Linked DNA regions of Mus musculus: region 2 is linked to region 1. Evidence: chromatin contacts called from public HiChIP or PLAC-seq data. All regions are on one chromosome and are shown on one strand. Each heading gives the region's core, a stretch centred on a gene start, on an enhancer-like site or on the middle of the called end of the contact. The rest is flanking DNA. Distances are from core to core; before and after follow the strand shown. Region 1 holds the start of Plk3 (polo like kinase 3). Region 2 holds the start of 9530034E10Rik (RIKEN cDNA 9530034E10 gene).

Region 1 (7,209 bases), core at 1,923-4,422:
AGGGGCCTGGCCTGAAACTACAGGAGCCTGGACAGTTGGGGAGAGAGGGAATAAAATTAGGCCCCAAAATCCAAATCCTTGAAAGTCCAATGGCCCAGCCCTGTCCCTGGCGGCTCTCAGGGCACCCCAGGTCAGCCTCAGCTGGCTAATGAGACACAGCCAATTAGGCCACCACGAGGTTAGATGCTTCATCAGCCTTTTATGCTGGGCTTCCCTCAGCTGCTAGGGTCAGGGTGAGTCAGGGGAATAATGGCTCACGTGAGCATCTTACCTCCGGCCTGACATCTGGATGACCGATGGATGTGCGCATGAGGCCACTCACCAAGCAGGAGACATTATCCTGGTCCTCAGAATGGTTCTTATCTGGAGGGTGAAGGAGAAAATAGCCCTCTGGGTCCTGCCTGAAAGTGTTCACACACGGGCAGATCTTCCCAAGTGTCTAGACAGCACATGCTCTCCCTGGAGTCTGAAGACACCGACACCCTGGAAGCACACCCCCCCCACCCCGCCTCCCCCTGAATGTAACAAGCCACTAAGCCACTCTATTGCTCTATACCCTCAGCCCACTGGCACCTGACTCACTCTTGTTCTTTTTCCTGCCAAACAGGCTCTTGGTAACTTTGGCAAACAGACTCCTCGCAGGGTTGGGGGGTGTCAGATCTGGGACTGTCACACAGCTGCTGACCGGGAGCCGATCAGGGGTGTAGCCCTGAGGAAGAGAGTCAGGAAAACAGTGTCAGTGAGACCCCCAAGGGCCCTGTTCCTGTGTGTCCTCTAGGAACATGAACACTGAACTCCAGTGTCTGGAGAACCACAGACCTTCGTAAAGAAGTCATGGCGTAAAATCTGTTCAATGGAAGGGCGGTCTCTGGGTGAAGCTCGGAGGATGGCAGCCAGGAGCTGCCGGGCAGGCAGGGAGAGGCTGGCAGGTAGCGTGTAATGAACCTGCTTGATGCAGCGGTATGTCTCCTTCAGGTCAGCAGTCTCAAATGGGGGGCTCCCACACAGGAGCGTGTACCTATGCCCAGGAATGGGAGATCAGGAATAAAGTAGTGGGGACCCCCCCCCATCCATGCACTTACCACCTGTCCACCAATGACTGACACTCACATGACACAACCAAGCGACCACACATCTGCCTCGGGGCCATGGCCCTGTCTCAGCAGCACTTCTGGAGCCACGTAGTTGGGAGTGCCACAGATGGTCCTGAAAAAGGCAGAGCAGAGAGAGCAAGGCTCAGACCCAGCCCAGTGCTGGTACCCGCCCCCATTCCTGCCCCTGCTGTGAGTTCAGACAAAGCAGCTGCCTGTCACCAAAGGCCAGAGAGCTCCTGCTTGTCTTGGGACAATGGATGCTGAGAACACGGCAGCTGAACCCTCACCCACCCCTCTAGCCCAGCTGCTCAGCTGCTCTGCAGGACAGGAGGCCCTGACCCATCAAAGACCCCTCTCCCAAGGTCAATACAGAGGGTCCATGACTGAGCCCTCCCCCCACTCCCATCTGCAAATACTCACTAGGCTGTCACCTCCCACTGTCTGTGCCAACACCAGCTGTCATAACCTTCATAAAGACTCACCTGCCTCACATGCTAGTTACACACACCCTGTCCCAGTGACCACAGCAGGGTCACATACACACACAAGGTATCACGGTACCATCATGATCTGTCATTCCCATTCAGTGTCTTACACATGCTGACTGCCTAGCCTATGTTTTCCCCATACATTTCCAAAAATCCTAGACACCCATCTGTGCCATACACTCATAAGATTGCTGTCCTTCTTCACCTAACCCAGTGACCTAGGTTGCCACCTCTACTGTCACACATACAGAAAACCCATCATTACCCCTTCCCTGGTTATCCCAAGTACATATCTGGTCACCTTGTACATCATCTGTGTCACAAACAGGCTGTGGCCACCATCCCCTCACTCACTTTTTCCTCTGCTCTGGGGGCTCTAATCGAGCTGCCAGCCCAAAATCCCCCACCTTCAGTTCCATGTTATCCGTGATGAAAAAATTTCCTAGACAGTAGCAGAGAGACGCGTCAGATTCTTAACGCCTTTCATCCCTCCGCAGGTCTCCACCCTTCAGACCAGACGCAGGAATCTCACCCAGCTTGAGATCTCTGTGTAAGATACCCCTCTGGTGCAAGTACTTGAGGCCAGAAAGGATCTGGCGCAGGTAGTAGCGAACCTCTGGTTCCAACAGGGTGTGTCGGGCCTTCCAGATGTGGGCCAGGGACTGCAGAAAGTCACTGTTTCAGACCCCGCTTGCCTTCCCAGACCCTCCCTCCATCTGTGTTTGCTAAAGATGACAAGAACAGCTTTGGATCTTAAGAACCCGCTTCCTCCCCTACCCCTGTTCCCAATGAACCCACCCCGCCCCCATTCCGGACCTTTCGGCTACAGAGCTCCAGGAAAATGTATATGTTGTCAGCATCCTCGAAATGATGTGAAAAGCGAACGATATGGCGGTGCTGTAGGTCTCGGTGCAACTCTATCTCATTTAGGATCTGCGACAGGGGAGTGAAATCCTCATCTTTCCAGGGTTCCCACGCCACCATCCCCTCCCCATCCCTTGGACCGCAGGGCCTGGACCCACCTTCTCGCGCTGATGCGGCTTGGCGACGCGACTCTGTGGGATGACTTTGACCGCGTAGGCTATACCAGACTCGGTGTCAGTGGCTTCATAGCAGCGTGCGAAGCCCCCCTAGAAAGAAGAAGCTGCATCATCGATCTGGGCGCTCCGGAGTGGCCGGATCCGGCCCGTAGAGCTCCTCTCCACCTCCGGAGTGGCCCGGTCGGGTCCGCAGAGCTCCCCTCCACCTCCGTCAACGCTACCCCGGAGCCCCGACCCACCTTGCCCAACAAGCGACCCTTGGTGTAGGTACGGCCGCTGAGAGGGTCGGTGATGAGGCGACCAGGAGGATCCGGCGCCCGTGGCCCGGCCAGCACCTCAGGTTCCGATCGCGGGGAGGCATTGGCAGGCGGCCCCGGGCCGGCGGGGGGCGCGGACGGGGCAGCCGCGCGCGGGAAGGGGCGCGGAGACAAGAAGCCGGCGGCGGGCTCCATGCGGACGGCGCGGCGCAGCGCCTGCCGAGCTGGTTCTCGGTTCCGCCCGGCCCCGGCCGCGCGTGGCGCTGCCTGGTTTCTCTACGCTGCGATCGCGCCAGGGCAAGGGGGAGTCCGACGTTTTTATCAATGAACCCCTGCCCCCTCCCCGGTGTTTCGTCATCTCGAGCTCCGCCCCTTTCCTGGCTGCCAGGCTTGGAGAGGCCACGCCCATTGCTCCGCCTTACGTCACCTGAAAGATCTTCCCTTGCCTGGGCGTTCTTAAAGGCCACTCCTCCTGCTCTGGCCTTAAAGGAGCCCCGGTTGAGCTAGTCGCCTGGCAGGTGTAACCCTGCTCCGTTTCTCTAGGCTACCCAGTGCAAGTGACTCTTTTTTTCCCCTTCATCCTTAGAATGTGTGCTGAAGTCGGAGTGGAGGCCAGTTATCCGGAGGCCTCTTTCGAGCAACAGTAAGGGTTAGCATTCAAACTGGGGAGGAAAGACAGGGGTGTTGCAAACTGCTCAGTGCACATCACCAACACAGGTGGTTTCCTGCAAGCATCTCTTGCTCTGGTACAGAGCATGCTGCCCTCTTCGGGGACTGTGGAATAGCACGCTGCAGAGCCCGATTTACCTGGTCTGGGACTGTGCAATGGGTTTGTGGAACAGAGCCTGGTATTCAAGGTTTTATGTTTGCGTTTTGTTTTTCCAAGACAGGGTGTCTCTGTGTGGCCCTGGCTGTCCCAGAACCCACTATGTAGACCAGGCTGGCTTTGAAATCAAAGATCCACCTGCCCCTGCCTCCCAGTATTCACTGTTTTTCACCATGTTCCAGGCTACATCTTCTGCTACCCAATTCTACCTTATTATTCTTCTGAGGGAAAGGAGAGCTGAGGCAGAGTAGCTGTCATGTGATCCAGGCTGGCTTTGAACTCGAGGTCCTTCTGTCTTCACCTTTGACATGATGGGACTCCAGACCTGTACCTCTGCCCCAGACCCTGAGTTCCCCATCATATTCTCAAAAATACCTATTGCACCGAGTCAGCAGGCAAAAGGCCAGACAGTGAGGAATGAGAACTGGACACTCTTAGGTGCTAGAGACCTGCAACTGGGCAGTTAGCTTTGAAGTCCATTACAGATAAACTCAAGTAGGTGGCAGGAATCTATGATCTATGTGGAATCTTTTTCTGTGTGGGTTTTTTTTTTGGGGGGGGGGTGTTGTGGAGGGTTGTTTTGGTTTTTGTTTTGTTTTGTGACAGAGTTTCCAGGAAGCCAGGAATTCGACCTGTAAACCAGACTGGCCTTGACTTCCTACCTGTCTCTGCCCCTCCACCACTGCCCGGCTTCGATGTGAAATCTTTTTTTTTTTTTTTTTTTTTCCTTGAAATAGGTTTCTCTGTGTAGACTTGGCTGTCCTGGAATCATTCTGTAAACCAGGCTGGCCTCCAACTCAGAGATCTGCTGCCTGTCTCTGCCTCCAGAGTGCTGGGATTAAAGGAGTATGCCACCACCTGCCTAGTTTCCCCAGTGGAATCTTAATCCCTAAACTTTCTCCAGGGGTCACAGATCTCCTGCTGGCTGTGTAGCCTTCGTTTTCACTTGGAGCCATACATTCAGACCTCAGATTTACTGAAAACATCTGCAAAGTGGCAGGCGCTGCTACCAATAAGAATGGCCAAGGCTGCAGCCCTTACTTAGTTTCTGCAGTTTCTCTATTGTGGAAACAGACTTAAGTACATAAATAAAGTAATTACAGGCTGTGAAAAGTGCTAAGACGGAAGTAAACAAGGAGCACCCAGAAAAACCAACAAACACACACATACAGCTGTGAATCAGCTCCCTCCTTCCCCAGTGTCTGGTCTGGATCATAACCTATCTTGTTGGGATTATTGCATACGGCCGTCCCTGCCTTTGGTCTCATCTGCATTTCATCTTGCATGTACATACTGTGAAGACATGGACACACACACACACACACACACACACACACACACGTCCCAAAAAGCCTAAGACCAGGAGAAATATTAGTAGTTTAAATGATAGGGGTGGGCAGGAAAGTCCTAGGTGCTATGCTTAGCAATTTCCCTGGCGGAGAAGGTAGTGGTAGGGCCAGAAAGGACAAACTCTTCAGGTCACATGGCCTGAAGCACAGGTAGAGCTTCAAAAGACAGAGTCAAAAATCTGAGCTGGAGTTGAGGCAAGAGGTTCAGGAGTCCAAGGTTGTCCTAGTTAAAGTCAACTGTCACCCTGACGTAATGAAGAGTCATCTGACAGAGTCTCGCTGGGCAACTACACAGTTCAGGTTGACCTTTGGCCTGGGAGGAATTGTCTTGATTGATGATTGGCATGGGAGGGCCCTGCCCACCGCGTGTGGCACCACCCCTGGGTAGGTAGAGCTGAACTATAGACGGAAGCTAGCCGAGTGATCTGGAGAGATGACTCAGCGGTTAGGAGAACACAGTGTTCTTTCTGTCAGAGGACCTGAATTCACTGAGTGACCAGAGCTCCTGGGGAACTCTACACCTCCAGCCTTCTCAGCTGGGTACCTGGCATGTGCATACTCACATAAGTACGTGTGTAATTAATTATTTAAGGAAGCTAACAAGGAGCAAGTGAGGGAGCCAGGCATGAGGCAGCACTCCTCCGTGGTTTCTGCCTCAGTTCCTGCTTCAGCGTCTTGCCCTGGCTTCCCTCTGTGACTGACTGTAACCTATAAAATGAAATAAACCTTCCCTCCCCAGGCTGCTTTTGGTCTGGGTGTTTATCACAGCTGCAGAAAAGTGAAAAAGGTCTCCCTGCAGAGTGAACCTGAGACTAACCTGGAGTAAATAACATCCTGTCTATTTGGCCCTGGAGAGTTAGCGCAGTGGTTAAGAGCACTTGTTGCAAAGGACCCAGCATCCTGGGAATCATGGAGGCCCGTCACCTTTCTGGGCACCAGGATACCAGGCCATGTGTGATGCAGACAAAACACTCACACATAAAATAATAAAAATTAGATCTTTGAAAAAGATATATTCACTACTGGTTACTTTTATGCTATGGTCTGGGAATTAAGCCCAGGGCTTTGTCTACGGGAGGCAAGTGTTACTAAACTATCCCCAGCTTGATGTTACAGCTTTATATCTGGAAAATAAATTAAGATGTCTGTGTATTACTTTGCTGGAGATGCCATAACAAAATAACCTTGAATGGTTCAAATGACAAAAAATAAATTAATAAAATTATTTTCACAGTCGGAGGTGCAAGATCAAATCAGGACAGGTTTCTTGGATTTTTCTGTTTTTTGCTTTTTACTTTTTTAAAAAAAAGATCTATTTATTTATTTTATGTATATATGAGTACACTGTAGCTGTCTTCAGACACACCAGAAGAGGGCATCAGATCTCATTACAGGTGGTTGTGAGCCACCATGTGGTTGCTAGGAATTGAACTCAGGACCTCTGGAAGAAGAGTCAGTGCTCTTAACTGCTGAGCCATCTCTCCAGTTCCTGTTTTTTATTTTTATTTTTTTAAGACTTATTTATTATTTATTATATGTAAGTACACTGTAGCTGTCTTGAGACACTCCAGAAGAGGGAGTCAGATCTCATTACGGATGGTTGTGAGCCACCATGTGGTTGCTGGGATTTGAACTCTGGACCTTCGGAAGAGCAGTCGGGTGCTCTTACCTGCTGAGCCATCTCTCCAGCCCCCTGTTTTTTATTTTTAAAACAATTATTATTAATTTCTCTCTGTGTCTCTGTCTCTCTGTGTATGTGTGTGTGGAAGTGCAAGTGCCCAGAGAAGGACAGAATTTAAAATTACATGTGTTGGTGTACAGGTGTTGGTGCGCACACACGAAGGTTAGAGACTAAGAAACAGGAGCTGATTTCTGTTAATCACCGACCCAGATCATCTTGGCCTGATGAATGAAAACAAGCAACTCAAGACTGGCCTGGTCTACAGAATGAGTTCCAGGACAGCCAGGGCTACACAGAGGGACTCTTGTCTTGAAAAACCAAACCACAAGCCCGGGGTGGTGGTGCACGCTTTTAATCCCAGCACTTGGGAGGCACAGACAGGCAGATTTCTGAGTTCGAGGCCAGCCTGGTCTACAAAGTGAGTGCCAGGACAGCCAGGGCTACACAGAGAAACCCTGTCTCGAAAAACAAACA
Region 2 (7,209 bases), core at 1,187-3,686, 840 kb after region 1:
ACCCTCCATCCGAGGCTTCCTGAACACACTGCTCCTCATGTGTAAAGTTTGCCTGTGCCATTTCTCTGCTTTCAACACATGGCCCTCCTCGAGTCCCCAAACCTTGCCTCTCTCTATCTATTTGGAAAATATGTTTCTGTTCTTTTTAAACTTAAACAGCATTTTCTATAGAAAACCTTCCCTGGGCTCCCCTGGGTAGACTTGTCCCCTTCTCCCTGGTACCTTACTGGGTACCTGTGAGATGGCTCAGAGCCCAAGAGGCCTTGGAAACCGAGCCAGGGGACATAAACAACAGGAAGTGTGGGGGCGGGTGATGATGATGGTGGTGTGTATGTGTGCTGTCAACTCTGGAGGTGGGCTGTGGTAGACTCTCATACAACATCCAGAACCGCACCTGGGAGCTTCTCCCTGTGCCAGGAGGGAGCCAGTAGGGAGCCTTTCGGGTGAGGGATGACTGAGGTGTAGCTGGTCAGAGTATCAGGACAGTAGGGTGCCTGACCTGTTTGCCCCGGGCCTAGTTGGGGGGCAGGGCAGAGTGGGGCAAGCTCCAATCGACAGGCCCCAGCCTGCCAGCCCTTCCAGAGCCCCAGCACTTGGGGCTGCCTCGGATCGGATCGGGTTCCAGCAGGGCGTGTGAGTGCGTGAGAAGGATCAAGAGAAGGAGGAGGCGGAAGTTGTGCAGTGACCTGCCTGTTCATTTCCCTTAGATCCAAGAGTCTAGAAGGGCACTAAGGGAAGGTAAACCTGATCTGAATGCCTCTGATAGCAAGGCGGGAGCCAGGAGGATGCCCTGCTGTCAGGCTTACACACTGGGCTAGGACCACGGTGAGTTATAAAAGTCAGCCTGACAGTCAGGAATGATATCACGGGATCTTCTTAAGGGATCCTCCAGGTCAGCAGAGTGTGTGTGGTACAGTGAGGAGAGTAAACATCCCAGACCTGGCATCTGCCTAAACCACCTCAATAAAGATATGTTTATTATGTGTGTGTGTGTGCGTGTGCACGTGCGTGTGTGTATGTGTGTGTGTGTGTGTGTGTGTGTGTGTGTGTGTGTGTGTATACACATAACTATATCACAGCCCATTCCTGGAGAGCAGAGAACAACTTAGAAGAGTCAGATAACTTCCTTCCACTATAATACTTTCTCGGGTTAGAACCCAGGGAGTCTGGATTGGTGGCAAGCACCTTTACCTGCTGAGCCATCTCACCAGCCCAATCTGAAATACTATCTAAGGCTCAGAACATCAAGCCCATGCTTAGAGGCCAACAGGAGAGTCGACTGAGCCATATTATCATGAGTGATGGGTTATGTGTGGGCACTGTCGGTCTTCCTGCCACTCCCAGCCCCTTCTATCTGCACAGAGAAGCACCTTTGTAATATGAGCTTGTTAGTTAGATTAGAACACGGATCAACTTCAGCTCTGTGAGTGTGCCCGTTGGATGCCCCGCCTCTTAGCCACTTCTATAACCATGCTGTAAAGCATAGAAAGCACAAGAAGGCAGAGCCTTGCAGTGAGGGCTCAGACGGCAGATCATAGCACATTTGTCTATTAGACTCAGCTGTAGGCTTCGCCCCAACCCTAGCCTGATAATGAGACTCATCTCGGAGGGGGAAAGCCAGACTCACGGAACCACCTTTCCAGAACCTACAGGGAGAAGAATGGGCACACAAAACAGAGGGACACACGTTTTCTAAGACTTACCTGGTCTTGCTTAGTACAGAATTGCTGTAACCTCACCATAAAGGACCCTGCACAGTAAGATCCTGGGATATGTCTAAGCAAGGATGATAAATGCTTCCTAGATGCCTGGTTGGCCTTCCGCCTCACTGCCCTCCCCCATGGGAAAGCAAGAGTCTAAGGAAAACGGATGCCAAATCTTCTGGCTAGGTGGGCATGTACCCTGAGAAAGCTCAGAGGTAAAGAGATGGATGGACAGACGGACTGATGGATGGACAGACGGACCCCCAAGTGTGGTTCCACACCGAGCTCCTTTCTCCCAGCTTACTCAGGACTAGCTGAAACGGCAGAATGCATCTCTGCCCCCTGATCCTAGGTTGTGGACCTAGACCTAGCTGAGAGTATAAAGTAAACTAGTCCTGGTCTTTCTTTCAGAAGCTAATGGTAGAGACAAGGAACCAATCATGGGGAAGAAATCTCCAGAGCCCGTATTTTGGACACAAAGGTGATAGATGGAATCGGGCACAGAGGAAAGATTCTTGAAAGGAGATGATGACTAAACCGGGCTGGGCTCTGAGTAACAAGCACTCATGGACCTGGCAGAGAACTGCTGGGGGAGGGCATCTGAACAGCAGGGTACTATAGAAAACTCCCTGGGGGCGGGGGATGGAAACCATAGCAAGCATTCCTTCCTTCAAGGTGAGGCTGGACAGAATGAGGCAGTGTCTACATAAGGAGAAGGTTTAGCCTGAGCCCTGTTCTCAGGGACTCTGCCCTTTGGTCCTACCCAGGTAAGTAAAGTCGTGCAAAAGGAAAGAAGGAAGGAAGGGAGGGAAGGAGGGAGGAGAAAGTGTTTTCTGACTGGGCATAGTGAAGCTGTGGAAGGGCAAAAACTGCACACAGGGAAAGGCCAGGCAGGGCGCTGGTCAGCACTGCAGGGCTGGCCTGATCCCCGAGCCTATGTCAGTATGTTTCAAGCTGCATAGTGACTGGAAACTCCAGGTGCCCAGTTCAAGTTCTCTCTTACTCATGCTCTGCAGGGGGTGCTTGCACTTCAGCCCCCTTTGTTGTAATGACATTCTGCTTTTCATTCCAGAGGGCCCTAGATGAGGACACACACATGCATGCACATATGCACACATGCACGTGAGTGCGTCTACACACACAAAACACACACACACACACACACACACACACACACACACACACCACACACACACACACACACACACTAAAAGAATGGAAGACTGGAGCTGGCTCAGCAGTTAGGAGCTCTTGTTGTCCTTGCAGAGGACTTTGGTTTGGTTCTCAGTACCCACACAACAACTTACAAACACCTACAGCTCCAGTTCCAAGGGATCGGATGCCTCTTTGGAGCTCTCAGGGCACTAAGCACAGGCACACACACTAGGCACATAATGCACATGAAGTCAAAGCACTCATCCACATAAGATAAAATTAGCTAAGAAATTATAAAAAAGATTATAGGCATTTGGACACTGGGGTAGGCAGGGGGTTTCTTTTACACTATGAAGATCACCAAGCCTAGAAGAGGGGTTAGACAAACTGCAGCCTCTAAGCTAGCTGTCTCTTCCCATAAATAAAGTTTTACTGGAACACGGACACACCCATTTGTTTCTATAATATGCTGTGGCTACTTTCATGCTTCAACAGTGGAGCTAAACAGTTGTGGCAGAGACTATCTAACCCCAGTACAGCCTGGGCCACAGCCAAACAGAGCTGCCATGTGACCCTTTTGGAAATAAAGCTGGCCAATCCAGGCTTAGAAGGGCTACAGCCATCTTGCAGCTACATGGACAAAACTGGCATCTGAGGATGCTCAGAAGAAAGCAGAAACAAGCTGCAGGTTTGGGTGGGTCCAGAACTGGGCTCAGTCACATTTCCTTTTTGCTTGGATGAGTCTGGTATGCATGTTCACAATCTATCTCCTTTTGACCTCTCTAGTCCCCACAAACCCTGTCTTCCTTCCCTTCCTTCTCCCTGGCTCTGACCTATTCTATAACTATGCAATTATACTTTCTAGGATCCACTCACTGCACTCTAAACACCTCATGCCTGCTCGTGTCTGTTCTTTTCACCCAGAAGTCTCTTCCTGCCTCACTGCCATGAGCTTCTGCTCATTCTCTAAGGCCTGCCTACAGCATGTCTACCTCCCTGACAGCTTCCTTAGGGCTGACCCCTCTGGTCCACCACTATTTTCTGTGCACACTATGGTCTTATATGGTCCACTTTGTCTTTTGAGAGAGGCTGTCTTATTGGCCAGAAACTTGCCAAGTAGGCTAGACTGCCCGGCCAGTGAACTCCAGGGATCTGCCTACCTCTGGCTCCCCCACACTGGAATCACAAATATGTACCACCATACTTGGCTTTGTTTGTTTGTTTGTTTTTGAGACAGGGTTTCTCTGTGTAGCCCTGGCTGTCCTGGTCCATTATGTAGACCAGGTTGGCCTTGAACTCAGAGACCTGCCTGCCCATGCCTCGGGAGTGCTGGGACTAAAGGTGTGTGCCACCACCATACCTGGCTCACACTTGGCTTTTTGATGTATATTCTGGCGATTAACTCACGAGGCAAGCCCTTTGCAGACTGAGTTCTAACCCCTCATGAACCTTTTGGTCCCCTCGTTTGAAAGGACTGGGTTTCAGTGATGCCTCCACTGTTCAGAAATACCATCCCCTCCCCAGGCCTGAAATGCTACCAGTCACTGCCCTTTGCTTGCAAAGGGACTGTGCCACATGTGTGTCCAGACAGGCTGGAGCCACAGCCTGACATGTATGACAGGCAAGGAGGCTTGTGCTGAAGGAGGAGAGGAGAGGCTGTGACAGAGGCCCTGGAGGGGCAGCGTCTGAGCTCCCGTTGACAGGCTCCCAGTGACTCTGTCGACAAGCCTCTACCTACTGTAGAGGAGGGAGGTGAGGAGGGAGTTCTGGGGAGTTGCTCCTACTCGGGGAGAAACCAAAAGATGGCCAGACTGTCTACACAAGTCACAGAACCTAGAGGCTGGTCCCCAGAATCCACCACCTGTCTCCCCAATATACTTCAGCTATTGTCCCAGGCATTGTGCTAGTCACTGGGGATATGACAGCAAAGAACCCAGTCCCTGCCTTTGTGGATGGTGGGTGACATGGCCAGGTAGAGAGGGAGCGGCAAAACTCAATAAACACACAGCTAATAGGAAACAGCTCCCGAGCTCTCCCTGTGTCCCTGGTCCTATGCTGAGGGCTCTGCATGTATTATCTTATTTAATCAACAAGGTGACCTCATGGGTCAGCACTATTTATAGCCATGTTCTTACTCACTGTGCTGCTTGTGGGAATACGGGAGAGTTGCTGGCCCCTTCGGGGAACATGCTGTTGGGGCTGGAGAGAAGGCAGAACTGCAGGAGCCGAGGAGACGGAGAGGGGAGACCGTGCCGAGGACAGCTGGGAGCACTTTTAAAGAGCGGAGATGGGAGACAGAGTGGAAGCTGTGGAGGTCAGGTGGGAAGAACGGTGTGTCTGCATTCCAAGACTAAAAAGACAAGTCTGACGAGAGAAGGGGTGTTGGGGGACAGAGGGCGACAGTGGAATGAAGACCCTGAGGGAGGAGATGATGTGAAGATGGCATCCCTGACAGGTGAACTTAGCAGAAGGGAGGAGCGAGGATGCTCAGCAGATAGACTCTTCTCTGGGGTTCGAGGTCAGGAGTCGGGGAGTGTGGACTGCAGTGACCCGTGAATGCTAAAGATCAATAGTGCCGTGACAAGCCAACCAGGGACAACGGCCTCTGAGCGGTGTTGAACAGACCCAAGAGGCTGAGACGAGGTAGCCACGGTGGCACTGAGGCTGGCATCTGTGGTCAAGGCTAAGCTGCCTAGAAGCACACACAGAAGAGTGGTTGGATGGGCTTAGCTCTGTGTGGGGACGACTGGGAGACCAGGAGAGCAATGGATTGAAGTGACTGGCTAGCCATAGAGGATGGCAGGCCTGGGGCGCTGGCAGGCACAGTGAGGACGAAGGCCAGGCTAATGCTGCTGGTCAAGCCCCAAGCCACGAGTCATTCATTTTCATTTTTTAGTGCCACTTGCCTAGATCCTCAAAGTCTACAGGGGCAAGCCCCTCTCTTGCCAGCTGGGTAGCATTCCCGAGTCCTCTTGACTCATCTCTTTGTCTTGGCTGCTTCCCATCCAGGTTAGCAGCAAGTCCTGTTAGCACTATCTCTGAACATGCTCTGCCCCCAACCACTCGCCTACCTCTGCTACCGCCCAGTGTTACATGACTATTGCATGGTAGATGGCCGGCCTTCACCCTTGTCCTGCTCTCAGGCTGCAGCGGCCCTCCTAAAGGACCCACGTGCCACTCATTCCTCTGACAGGAGCCCTCTCACTGCCTCACCCACGTTCTCACCCCTGGCCATCTTCCTTCCTTCCTGATCCCATGTACTGATGGCCTCTGGCCACCCTCGGCTGGAGCAGACTTTCCTAGTGTCTGGACCTTTCTCAAGGCTGGCTCTTGTGTGCCCTGGCGCACCTCTTTACAGAGGTCTTGTTGGACTCTTCCATCTCAGCGGGCTTCCTATTCGTTCTCTAGTACATCTTGTAGTGTCCTCCAAGGCACACAAGGCTGTCTGGTTCACTGTCTTGCCTCTCCCATGGACTCTTGCTTGTTATATGGAAACCTAAGCTCTATTTGAACTGTGCAAGCTATGGCTCCCAACACCAAGAACTGTGCCTGACATAGCAGATAAGATCTGATCAAGGAGGTCTGATTTCCACCTTTGCCCAAATCTACAGAACTGCCCCTATCGGCTGCACATCTTTCCCTATGCCCTTGAAAAAATGGATCAAGTCCTTCCCTCCAAGAACAAGCTGTTCTTTCGAGAACATGCGATGCCCTCACATCCCGTTCAGAGACCTTGCAATGGCCTGTAGGCCTCAGTTTCCTCTGGGATAGAGCTTCTTACAGCTCCTGGTACTATGGCCACACTCTTTGCCGCCTTTGGGCATTGAACTGTTTCCCTGGCCTGTAAGGTTCTTCCTCCAGATACACATTGGCTTTACCTCTTCCCTCCTTCCAATCTTTATTCAGATCTCACCTAAGCCAGCCCTGACCAGCCTGCTCACCACTGAACCTGTCTGTTCCTGCCGTCTGTCCGGCCACACTCCTTTTCTTTCTCCCCACCTCCCAATATTTACCTTGTTCTAGTTTGTGAAGCGACTTACTCATTAGCTGTTTACTGCCTTCATTTTTCCTGGCAGAGCATAAACCTCACATAATAGGACTGTGAGATGGGCCATTCCAGGTCTGACAGCTGAGTGGGCCTGTTTTGTACTCGAAAATGGCTTTAGGTGACAAAGGCAGAGGGAGGCTTCACCACACACAGAGACAACAGGAGCCAAGTGGAGTGGCCATGGGACAAGGAGAGACAACTCATCAAGGGTCAGGGAGCTGAGTGACAGGTAACGGTGGTCCAGAGCATGGCAAGAACAGGGGCATGGCTCAGCTGACACTGACATCAGCTCAGATGTCCTGT

The links. HiChIP or PLAC-seq counts read pairs in DNA pulled down with a chosen protein or histone mark.
Region 2: a contact with region 1 is called in a FOXA1 HiChIP or PLAC-seq map of pancreatic cancer cells. The contact joins the promoter of 9530034E10Rik here to the promoter of Plk3 in region 1. A contact is called at or near these places in 2 of 115 datasets of contacts at active chromatin or transcription factors (bone marrow-derived macrophages and pancreatic cancer cells).

What each region holds. Positions count from the first base shown.
Region 1 is chr4:117,130,791-117,137,999 of GRCm38.p6, forward strand. Plk3 (polo like kinase 3) reads right to left here and starts at 3,173. Exons shown (of 15, transcript NM_013807.3): 1 at 2,862-3,173; 2 at 2,605-2,712; 3 at 2,399-2,515; 4 at 2,115-2,244; 5 at 1,937-2,024; 6 at 1,111-1,206; 7 at 820-1,018; 8 at 583-709; 9 at 272-363; 10 at 1-27. The coding sequence starts at 3,074.
Region 2 is chr4:117,972,598-117,979,806 of GRCm38.p6, forward strand. It overlaps 9530034E10Rik (RIKEN cDNA 9530034E10 gene), which reads left to right and starts at 2,437. Exons shown (of 3, transcript NR_166452.1): 1 at 2,437-2,470. The region is part of intron 5 of St3gal3 (ST3 beta-galactoside alpha-2,3-sialyltransferase 3); the gene reads right to left.